Linked DNA regions of Ovis aries: region 2 is linked to region 1. Evidence: chromatin contacts called from public Hi-C data. All regions are on one chromosome and are shown on one strand. Each heading gives the region's core, a stretch centred on a gene start, on an enhancer-like site or on the middle of the called end of the contact. The rest is flanking DNA. Distances are from core to core; before and after follow the strand shown. Region 1 overlaps PDLIM5 (PDZ and LIM domain 5). Region 2 has its middle 45 kb from the start of PDLIM5.

Region 1 (4,319 bases), core at 1,340-3,839:
GCATGCCAGGCCTTCCTGTCCCTCACCACATCCCGGAGTCTGCCCAAGTTCATGTCCATTGCATCAGTGATGCCATCGAGCCATCTTACCCTCTGACACCCTCTTTTTCTTCTGCCCTCAACCTTTCCTGGCATCAGGGACTTTTCCAATGAGTCAGCTGTTCGCATCAGATGACCAAAATACCAGAGCTTCAGCTTCAGCACCAGTCCTTCCAACAAGTATTCAGGGTTGATTTCCCTTAAGATTAACTGGCTTGATCTCCCTGCTTTACAAGAGATTTTCAGGTGTCTTCTCCAGCATCACAGTTCGAAGGCATCAATTCTCTGACTTTTTGCCTTCTTTATGGTACAGCTCTCATAACCATACCTGACCACTGGGAAGACCATAGCCTTGATTTTACAGACCTTAGCTGGCAGAGTAGTGTCTCTGCTTTTCAACACACTGTTATATTTGTTATAGCTTTCCTGCCAAGAAGCAATCATCTTCTGATTTCATGGCTGCAGTCACCATCCGCAGTGATTTTAGAGCCCAGGAAGAGGAAACCTGTCACTACTTCCAGCTTTCCCTCTTCTATTTGCCAGGAAGTAATGGGGCCAGATGCCATGATGTTAGGTTTTTTAATGTTTAGTTTTAACTGGCTCTTTCACTCTCCTCCTTCACCCTCATCAAGAGGCTCTTTAGTTCGTCTTCACTTTCTGCCATTAGGATGGCATCATCGCATATCTGAGGTTGTTGCTGTTTCTCCTGCGTATCTTGATTCTAGCACGTAACTCATCCAGCCCAGCATTTCTCATGATGTAGTCAGCGTATAGGTTAAACAAACAGGGTGACAGCAGACAGCCCTGTCGTACTCTTTTCTCCATCCTGACCTCCATCCATTTGTTCTATAAAGGGTTCTAACTGGTGCTTCTTGACCCGTATACAGGTTTCTCAGGAGACAGGTAAGGTGGTCTGGTATTTCCATCTCTTTAAGAGCTTTCCCCAGTTTGTTCTGATCCACACAGTCAAAAGCTTTAGCGTAATCAATGAAACAGAGATAGATGTTTTTCTGGAATTCCTTTGCTTTCTCTATGATCCAGCGAATGTGGGCAGTTTGATCTCTGGTTTCTCTTCTTTTTCTAAACCCACCTTAGACAACTGCAAGTTCTTGGTTCACATAATGCTGAAGCCTAGCATGCAAGATCTTAAGCATGACCTTACTAGCATGGGGGATGAGTGCGACTGTCCGAAGCTTAGCATTCTTTAGTACTACCTTTCTTGGGAACTGGGAAGAGGATTAACCTTTTCCAGCCCTGTGGCCACTGCTGGGTCTTCCGGATTTACTGACATATTGAACGCAACACGTTGACGGCACTATCCTTTAGGATTTTGAAGTCTTTAGTTATCTATATTTCTTGATCTCTTTAGAGAAAATATAGCATGGGGTCTAAAGATAACATAGATAAAGAATGAGTATATATTTGCACAATGTCTATAAAAATACCAATATAATATAAAGATTTTAAGGTATAATACCAACTTAGAAATCACTTGTAACTATTCCTGATAAAAGTCCATCTCCCTCACTAACAGCAAGGTACTTTGCACTAACCTTAGCTCCTCTCACTGCACATCATCAGTTTCATCACTGAATCATCCCTATTAGTGATTTCAATGATTTCTACTATATAGTTAGGAACAATTTCTTGTATGGGGCAAAAATATGCCATTTTGTAGTCGTAATATAATCCTAATATTATAAAAAGAATTTACGATGAAAGTATTTTTCCAAATCCAGATTAAAATAATGTATGATTCAATAGTGTTGAGTCAATCTGTTATCTATTTGAAAATATAAATAAATCTTTCTGAATGCCATGTTCAACAGCCACCCAGTATGAGTCCTTGGAGAAACCAGGTATCCTGGGAAAGTCACTATACCGCCCCATGTCTAGCGAGAATGTTCTTCCAGCATTAGAGAACAGAAGCCACTGGCCACATGCTCTCTGGCTAAATATTCTGGATCACACATCCTGAGCTCTCCCATTCAATCATTCATTGCATCCATTCGTTCATTCAGCCACAAAATCTTATTCGAAGTCCCATTTCACACCATGTATGCTGCCCACTGTAATTTCCTGTTCTCATGGTATTTATGGTCTAATGTCCACTTTTCCGTAACAGACCCCAAGGAGCAAGTCCACCATACTTCCCATCTCTGTTTACCTGCCACAAATACTACCTATTGAGTCATCCATCCATCATCTTCTGAACTCTCATTTCTTTACTGTTCTATGTCTCCTGATCTGATCCATTTCCCATACCTCTCAGACCTCACAAACCCTCTGCCATTCTAGATGTGCCTGCTGTCCCCCAGAAGTCCCTTTTTTCTCATACTGCATAAGTTTATAAACCTAGAGATGGAGCAAGTGTCCTTCTGCTTCCTTTTTACACCATCAATCATCTTTGATCCTGCAATATGCTGAGTGCTTCGGGGCCTGGGTCATTAGACTACACCGCTGACTCCGCACCTATTCACTGTCTGGCCTTAACCCTGCCCACTGTCGGCTTTAGCCCCGGGCTCACTGTCTTTCTCTTTACCCCATTCCAACAATCTTCCTGATGACCTCAATGTTATCATGCTGAGTCACTAAATAATCAGACTGCTGCATTCTCTAACTTCTTCAGTTCAGTGATAATCCCTCTACAGTTAGGTCACTGGCCTGGAATGCCACAACCACGCACTCCAGAATTCATAACCTTTACTTTCCATCAGCAAGTCTAACATGTCTAAAATCTCTGTTTTAAACACCCTTTTCCGCAACTCACTCCTCTACATTTTGACTCCCTTAGCCTTTTTACTGTACTGAGTTGATTCGGCAATTTCACTGACTTTTACCAACTGAATTAATGCTTACCAAATTCACTGACTCGGCAATTTTCCATTATCCACCATCAACAACCCCCTTATTTCTAAACCCCTGCCAGTTCTTCCTCTAAAATATAAACCAGTTCAAGTCTCTACAGCTCTATTAGAACTTTCACGGCCTGAGTGACTATCACCTCTTGCCTGAATTAAGAAAACACACAGAACTAGCCTTCTGTTTTCATTGTTTCTCCTTTATAATTAAGTTTCCATAGTATTCAGAATGATCTTTTAAAAACTGACATCAGATGTTACTCCCATGATTAAAATCTTATATTTGGTTTCTTATTTGTGACAAGAATCTAAACCCCTTAATGTTATACACAAGGCAATAAATGGCCTGGCATTTATTTACTCAGTTGCTTATCAATCTCCACAGCCATCTATGAGGCCTCAGTCTAAGGGAGAGTGTTTGTGGAAGAAGATGGGGCTATGGACTTTAGTCAAGGAACTAGCTCATATTATCAGCTAAAAACAAGCACTTATATCATTGCCTCTGACCCTAAGACCGCTTAAATGTCCCATGATTTTTCAGTTGATTTTGTTGGGGTTGGCTATATAACCGTCAAAGAGCAAACATAATAAACATTAAACATAATATGCACATGAGAGTTTACTAGCACAGAACAGAACTATTATTTGCTTATAATTTTAGAGGCCATGTGAAGTGGCAAAGTCATCTTGGGTTCATTTTCCTCCAAAATCCCTAGTTCTTCAGATATTTGTTTTTTGATAACTTTATCCCACTCCTCCCAATATGTTCAAGAAGAGCAAATAATTTGATCTATACTGCACATAACCATATCAAATTTCTTTCCTTCCTTTAAAAAAAAATCTAGATTTGGTCCATTTTCCTACATGGCCAATATATTATTGAGGAAGATCTGGTTATGAAACATACTTGCTATACCTTCCTGCTTCATATTAGCTACAAATTAAGGCAGTCAGCTGTAGAAGGGGTCTTCATCCAAGCCACTGACTCATCTCCAAACAATGTCCTTTCATTAAACTCCTTCAACCTGTTATGAATCTACTTGATAATCATTAGCCTCATTTTACCATTAAATTCAAGAGGATCATAAAAGCTTTTGATAACTATTAAAATTAAGATCTCCCCCAATCTATCCAAAATGGGTTAGTAGGGTGTGATGTGTTTCTTTAGAACTTAATTCTGGGTCACAGCAATCCTGCCCTCCTCGTCTCAGTGCTCACTAGATGGTTTTTAAGAATGCTTTCCAGGCCTTTTTTTTCAGGTGACCTCGAGTTCAAACTAATTTATAGCTTAGAAGCTGACTTTTTTCGTTTTTAAAACCTAGCACCGTATTTTCTGTTCCCGGTCTTCTTTCTTCTCCGTTCTCCAGACTTAAAAAAAAAAATTATATTACTTAGCAAATCTCATCTATAAGTTCTCTAA
Region 2 (4,674 bases), core at 1,642-4,141, 200 kb after region 1:
GGCGTAACCCCAGAGACCATTTTCCTCCTATGGCTCCTTCTCTGGGATGAACAGCCTGGGATGAAACAGAAGTGCTCAGACCTTACCAGCCAACCCCTGGCCCCTGGTGTTTGAGTGTCAGAGAGTAAGAACAAAGAGAACAAAGGTTAGTTGATGCTAATTACTTAATATATGAAATTGTTTTCTTACATATTACTATGAGACAAGTAGCATTCAGGGTAATTAAAGGGGAGAGAAGCCGAGGGTCAAGAGATTATAATAGTTAAGTGGTGAATTACAAAGGCTTGTAAAAGTAACTGCTCCCAGTCAAAGAGATGCCTATAAAGAGAACCAACAGACTGTGGCAACCACAAAGGTAAGAGAGGCAAAATCCAACTGGGACAGTTACTTTGAGGTCTTGTTATGGAATAACATCAGGACAGTCATGGAACTATCAAATATGATGATGGAGTATTCGATTGGGTGGGTACTGACACTAATATAACCAAGTATGTGTTTGCCAAGGTCAGCTTGCTTCAGAGATGGTAATATCTTGCTGTACTGGAGTTAAGCTGGATATGGAGAACAAGACAAGTTATTTGAGTCTCTCTAAATGTTTGCTGAAACCACAGGATGAAGACTGCTTCCTCCGTAGGGAGAAAATGAAAACAATCATATCAATGCCTCTAAAGAAACATCCAAACCAGTCCTGATTTATGAAGACCTACATGATGGTTTTAAAAGGTATAATGGTTTCTCAAATTTCCACAAAGGGAAGAAAGTAAAATTAACTCTAAATTGACTCTTTTTCAGGTACTATCACATAAAGATATTTCTGGACTTCTTAGTTGAAGGCAGTTCTTTTTTTTTTAATAAAGGAAATGATTGGCAACTACTCTGTGAGTGAATAGTTACTTTTTATAAACTCCTGCTCATGCCTAATAATGTCTCCTAGGGAGTTCAGTAATCCAGATTGGGGGAGGATCAATTCCACAAACTAAGTCAAAGGTTCTGATGAATCAGGACCAACTTTTCTGAAGTGCTGGTAGTGCTTCAGTGTAACCTAGGATTCAGTAACCTGTGTGTTAGTTAAGGTAAAATCTTCAAGAGTTTAAATCTTACACTCGAGTTCCAGATCTCTGAGAGTAGCAATTTCATCATGGAGAGTCAGTTGCTGGGTTTAGCTTTGAGTTATTTCTTTCCATGATCTATGACATTCATAAAAGAATATCCATTCCAAAAGATTTTCAAAATGACATTTATTATGTGTCCCTATGTGCAAAGCTCTATTGGGTTGTTTTGCTAAGGCGTGTTTTTTAAAAATACCATTCTTCCACAGTGTAAACAGGAAAGATTTGGAGTGGGTGGATTAGTCAGAGGATGGAACCAGGGAAAGCATTTGGGGATGGAGACTTATTATGGAAGCATAAAGTGAGAGAAGTGACATTTCTTGGCTCAGTTCCCAGTATTGTTTGCCAGGCATGTTTTGTGTGTGAAACAAGCTGCATTCACAACCGACAGTACCATTTTCTAATCAACTGGTAGTACCTTTAAGGGCAATTAAAATTCCAAAGGATTAGTTAAAATTAACCTTTGATATACTTGCCAAAGGCAAACATAAAGAACAGAAGCAACACTGAGGAGCCTCACTAGTTTCACTTCTGTCATCTGTAATAAATGATTAAGCTTTGCCAAAAGCAAACCAGTTACTTGTCCTTACTGTGTTTTAAAGATTCACATAACTCACTCTAAGATAGCAACTGTGTCCCAAAACAACTGGCAGTGAGTCGTGAAATGGTCTTCTTCAACCGAGTTTCAGTCATTTGAGCAGTGTTGCCAAATCATAAGGCTCATTTTCCATGTCCCTAAACCTCAATCCTGTTAAGTTAGGCTACAGGAAAAAAAAAAAAAGGAAAATAAATTAAATCCAGCTGTGATCATTCTGCATCCCTCTACATAAGCCTAGAGATGTTTATGCGACTCCAAGGTTTCAAGGAACATGTTATGAAAATCCCTGCAAACTCTTTGTTGTTTACACTGAAATTCCCAGGAAGAATTAGAAACATCGATAACTGTGAGGAAAACAGGAAAAGGGGCCTTTGGTCAACACTTAACCTCTATTGTAGCTTTCAGTGGTAGAGCATCAGAAGAGACGACACCAGTTATTTGTAGGAAGAATTTGGAGAAGGGTGTTTTTACATTAAAATTTAACGTATTCCCTAAAATTGTTAGCTAAGTAACTAGGAAAGAAATGTGAGGGTGGAGGCACACCTCCTCCCGGAGAAATGTAAGCGAGAAGCTGCAAGTTTAATATGTTAAAGATTACGTTAGTGAGGACAAGAATGTACAGTTTTAGACATGGGGAAATACTGTCTGTGTCTAAAGAAAATCCATATGAAGTGGCTTTTAAAAATCAAAAAGCCTAGGAAGCTGGTTCAGGTGAAGCCCTGATCCTGATTCTGAGCTTCCACTCCGTTCTTTTGTCTGTTGTTTCATTCGCAAGCCCAGGAATTAATGAAGGGTTAAAAAAGTGATTCTTCTAAATTCATCACAGGAGGGAGCTGAAACACCTATGATTTTGATTGAAGAAACTTTCTAATTTGTAAATTTATAGCCAGGCAGGTAACTTCAATTAAATGGTTCTTTTCTGTATATAAATGTTTCCCATTTTTAGTAAGTTTAGAAGTCACCATGAATCAGACTATCTTTCAGAAATGTTGTCAGAAATGTCTGAGATGTTTCCTTCTAGCTTTTTCTCAAACTGACGTGAGAGAAGGCTCTCAGAGAGAGGTTCCAAAGCCTCTCCCTCGCTCCCATGGTTGCTACTGAATTAGGAGGAGCTCCCCGTAACCAAGGACCGTATTCCTTATATGGACTTAAGTAGCGTGCTCGTCAAAGATCTGTGCTTGCTTGTATTGTGCCAGCTCAGCATTGGCTGTTCTCAAGGGAAAAAATTGTGAAACTTCACAAACCTGAGTTAGAATTAGAGATCATAGCAGCCAAGTCATAGTTCATGGTCAAATGCCAACAGTTTTGACACTCAGGGGAGTCAGGATGAAGGGCATCTTATTGATATGGATTTCCAGTGTCAGAAAGGTGAAGTTCTGCCTCCTAAACCACCACACCCCTTTAAAAGTTTTTCCTTAAAAAGAAATTGACTGCCAGTGAAGATTTGAAATGCAGAAGGGAAAGTTGGTGGCATAAGGTTTAAAAAAAATCTATACTTTGGAATAGAAAAGAAATAAAGCAACTAATTCAGAACTGAATGAAAATAGAATTTGGGATGAAGAAAATCATACGATGTGAAAATGGGGGGAAAATGGAAAAATTAGAAAAATACAACATAACAGACCAGGTCATGCCGCAAACTTAAAAACTACAATAATTCAGTTTCTTACTACGTTTGCCTTTTAAGTATTAACCAAATTTGAAATATTTCTAATGATGGTCAATTTAATACTTTCGTTGGCAACTTAAGTTCTTGGCTGAACTTCCTAGTGCTATTTATGGACATTTTCCCTCGCCTGCCTATAAAAATACATCACTGAAATATTTTTAACAGCAAACTCTGTATGAGATAGTTTACTTTCATGACCTGTCAGATACTTGTGGTTGCTCCTAAGTAGCCTCATTTGTAAACACTTGTTTGTGGATTATTTCCCCTCAAATTGGTGTCATCTAAAAAAATAGTAGTAATAGCGTATTCATTAGGAATGCACTATATATGGCTAAAACTTCACTTTACATGATTTCACACCATTGCAAGCATTTTGGTTACTTCCAGGAATAATTTTTAGATCTCAGTGGCCCTGAAGAAGGATCTGCTTTCTCTTTAATATAAATCAAAGCTGCTGCCATGTTATTTTTCTTTAATCTTCAGCACTGTAAGTAACAAGAACTGGAGAGCATAAACAAAACAAACAAACAAACAAAAGAATTTATTTTTAAAATGAACTATAAGGGGAGGGGGGTTCAGGATTGGGAACTCATGTATACCCATGGCAGATTCATGTCAATGTATGGCAAAACCAATACAGTATTGTAAAGTAAAATAAAATAAAAAATACAATGAGCTATAGGGGTGGGGGTTTTAGACAAGTATAAAATACCATTCTCTACCAGGAATATACTCACATTATATAGCTCAGAAATGGCAACTAAGTTTCCTTGCCTGTGTTTATCATGGCCATTGATCACTTGCTATGGAGAATCACATTAAGAAGGGTTTAGAGGTCTAGTTCAGGCTCAACAAGAGAAAGTGTTCTGATTTGGAATTTTTCAAGAATTTTCTCAAAAATGTTAAGTTTAGAGGAATTATGGTTATATTTGGCAAGAAGAAATGTTCTAGCCAGTACACAGCACAGAGGTGTTTATCTCTACCCACTACTACTATTAGAATACTGGAAATGGCAGCCCACTCCAGTGTTCTTGCCTGGAGAATCCCAGGGACAGGGGAGCCTGTTGGGCTGCCGTCTATGGAGTCTCACAGAGTTGGACACGACTGAAGCGACTTAGCAGCAGCAGCAAGACATTTAGAAGAGCTGTTATAGTAGTTGTTCACAGTTTGGTAGTAATTAATTAAATAATCTAACCCCTAGGTGAGATCAATTGAGCCATGGGAGTGAAATGGGAATTGATTATGGGAGAAGAGAAGTAACAATTTGTGGGCAGGAGACACTAGAAGGTTTCCTAACA

What was found. Hi-C and Micro-C count contacts between places; a contact is called where the count stands out from the background.
Region 2: a contact with region 1 is called in a Hi-C map of omental adipose tissue, with 4 times the contacts expected there. The contact joins two enhancer-like sites. A contact is called at or near these places in 13 of 16 Hi-C or Micro-C datasets (blood, hypothalamus, liver and 6 more).

The regions. Positions count from the first base shown.
Region 1 is chr6:30,656,527-30,660,845 of ARS-UI_Ramb_v3.0, forward strand. The region is part of intron 9 of PDLIM5 (PDZ and LIM domain 5); the gene reads right to left. Among named protein-coding and RNA genes, the nearest start is that of PDLIM5, 160 kb to the right of the region's middle. Within about 2 kb of position 2,590, at least 7 of the 54 cell types and tissues checked have an H3K27ac peak or open chromatin away from gene starts, as enhancers often do.
Region 2 is chr6:30,860,175-30,864,848 of ARS-UI_Ramb_v3.0, forward strand. No RefSeq gene overlaps it. Among named protein-coding and RNA genes, the nearest start is that of PDLIM5, 45 kb to the left of the region's middle. Within about 2 kb of position 2,892, at least 5 of the 54 cell types and tissues checked have an H3K27ac peak or open chromatin away from gene starts, as enhancers often do.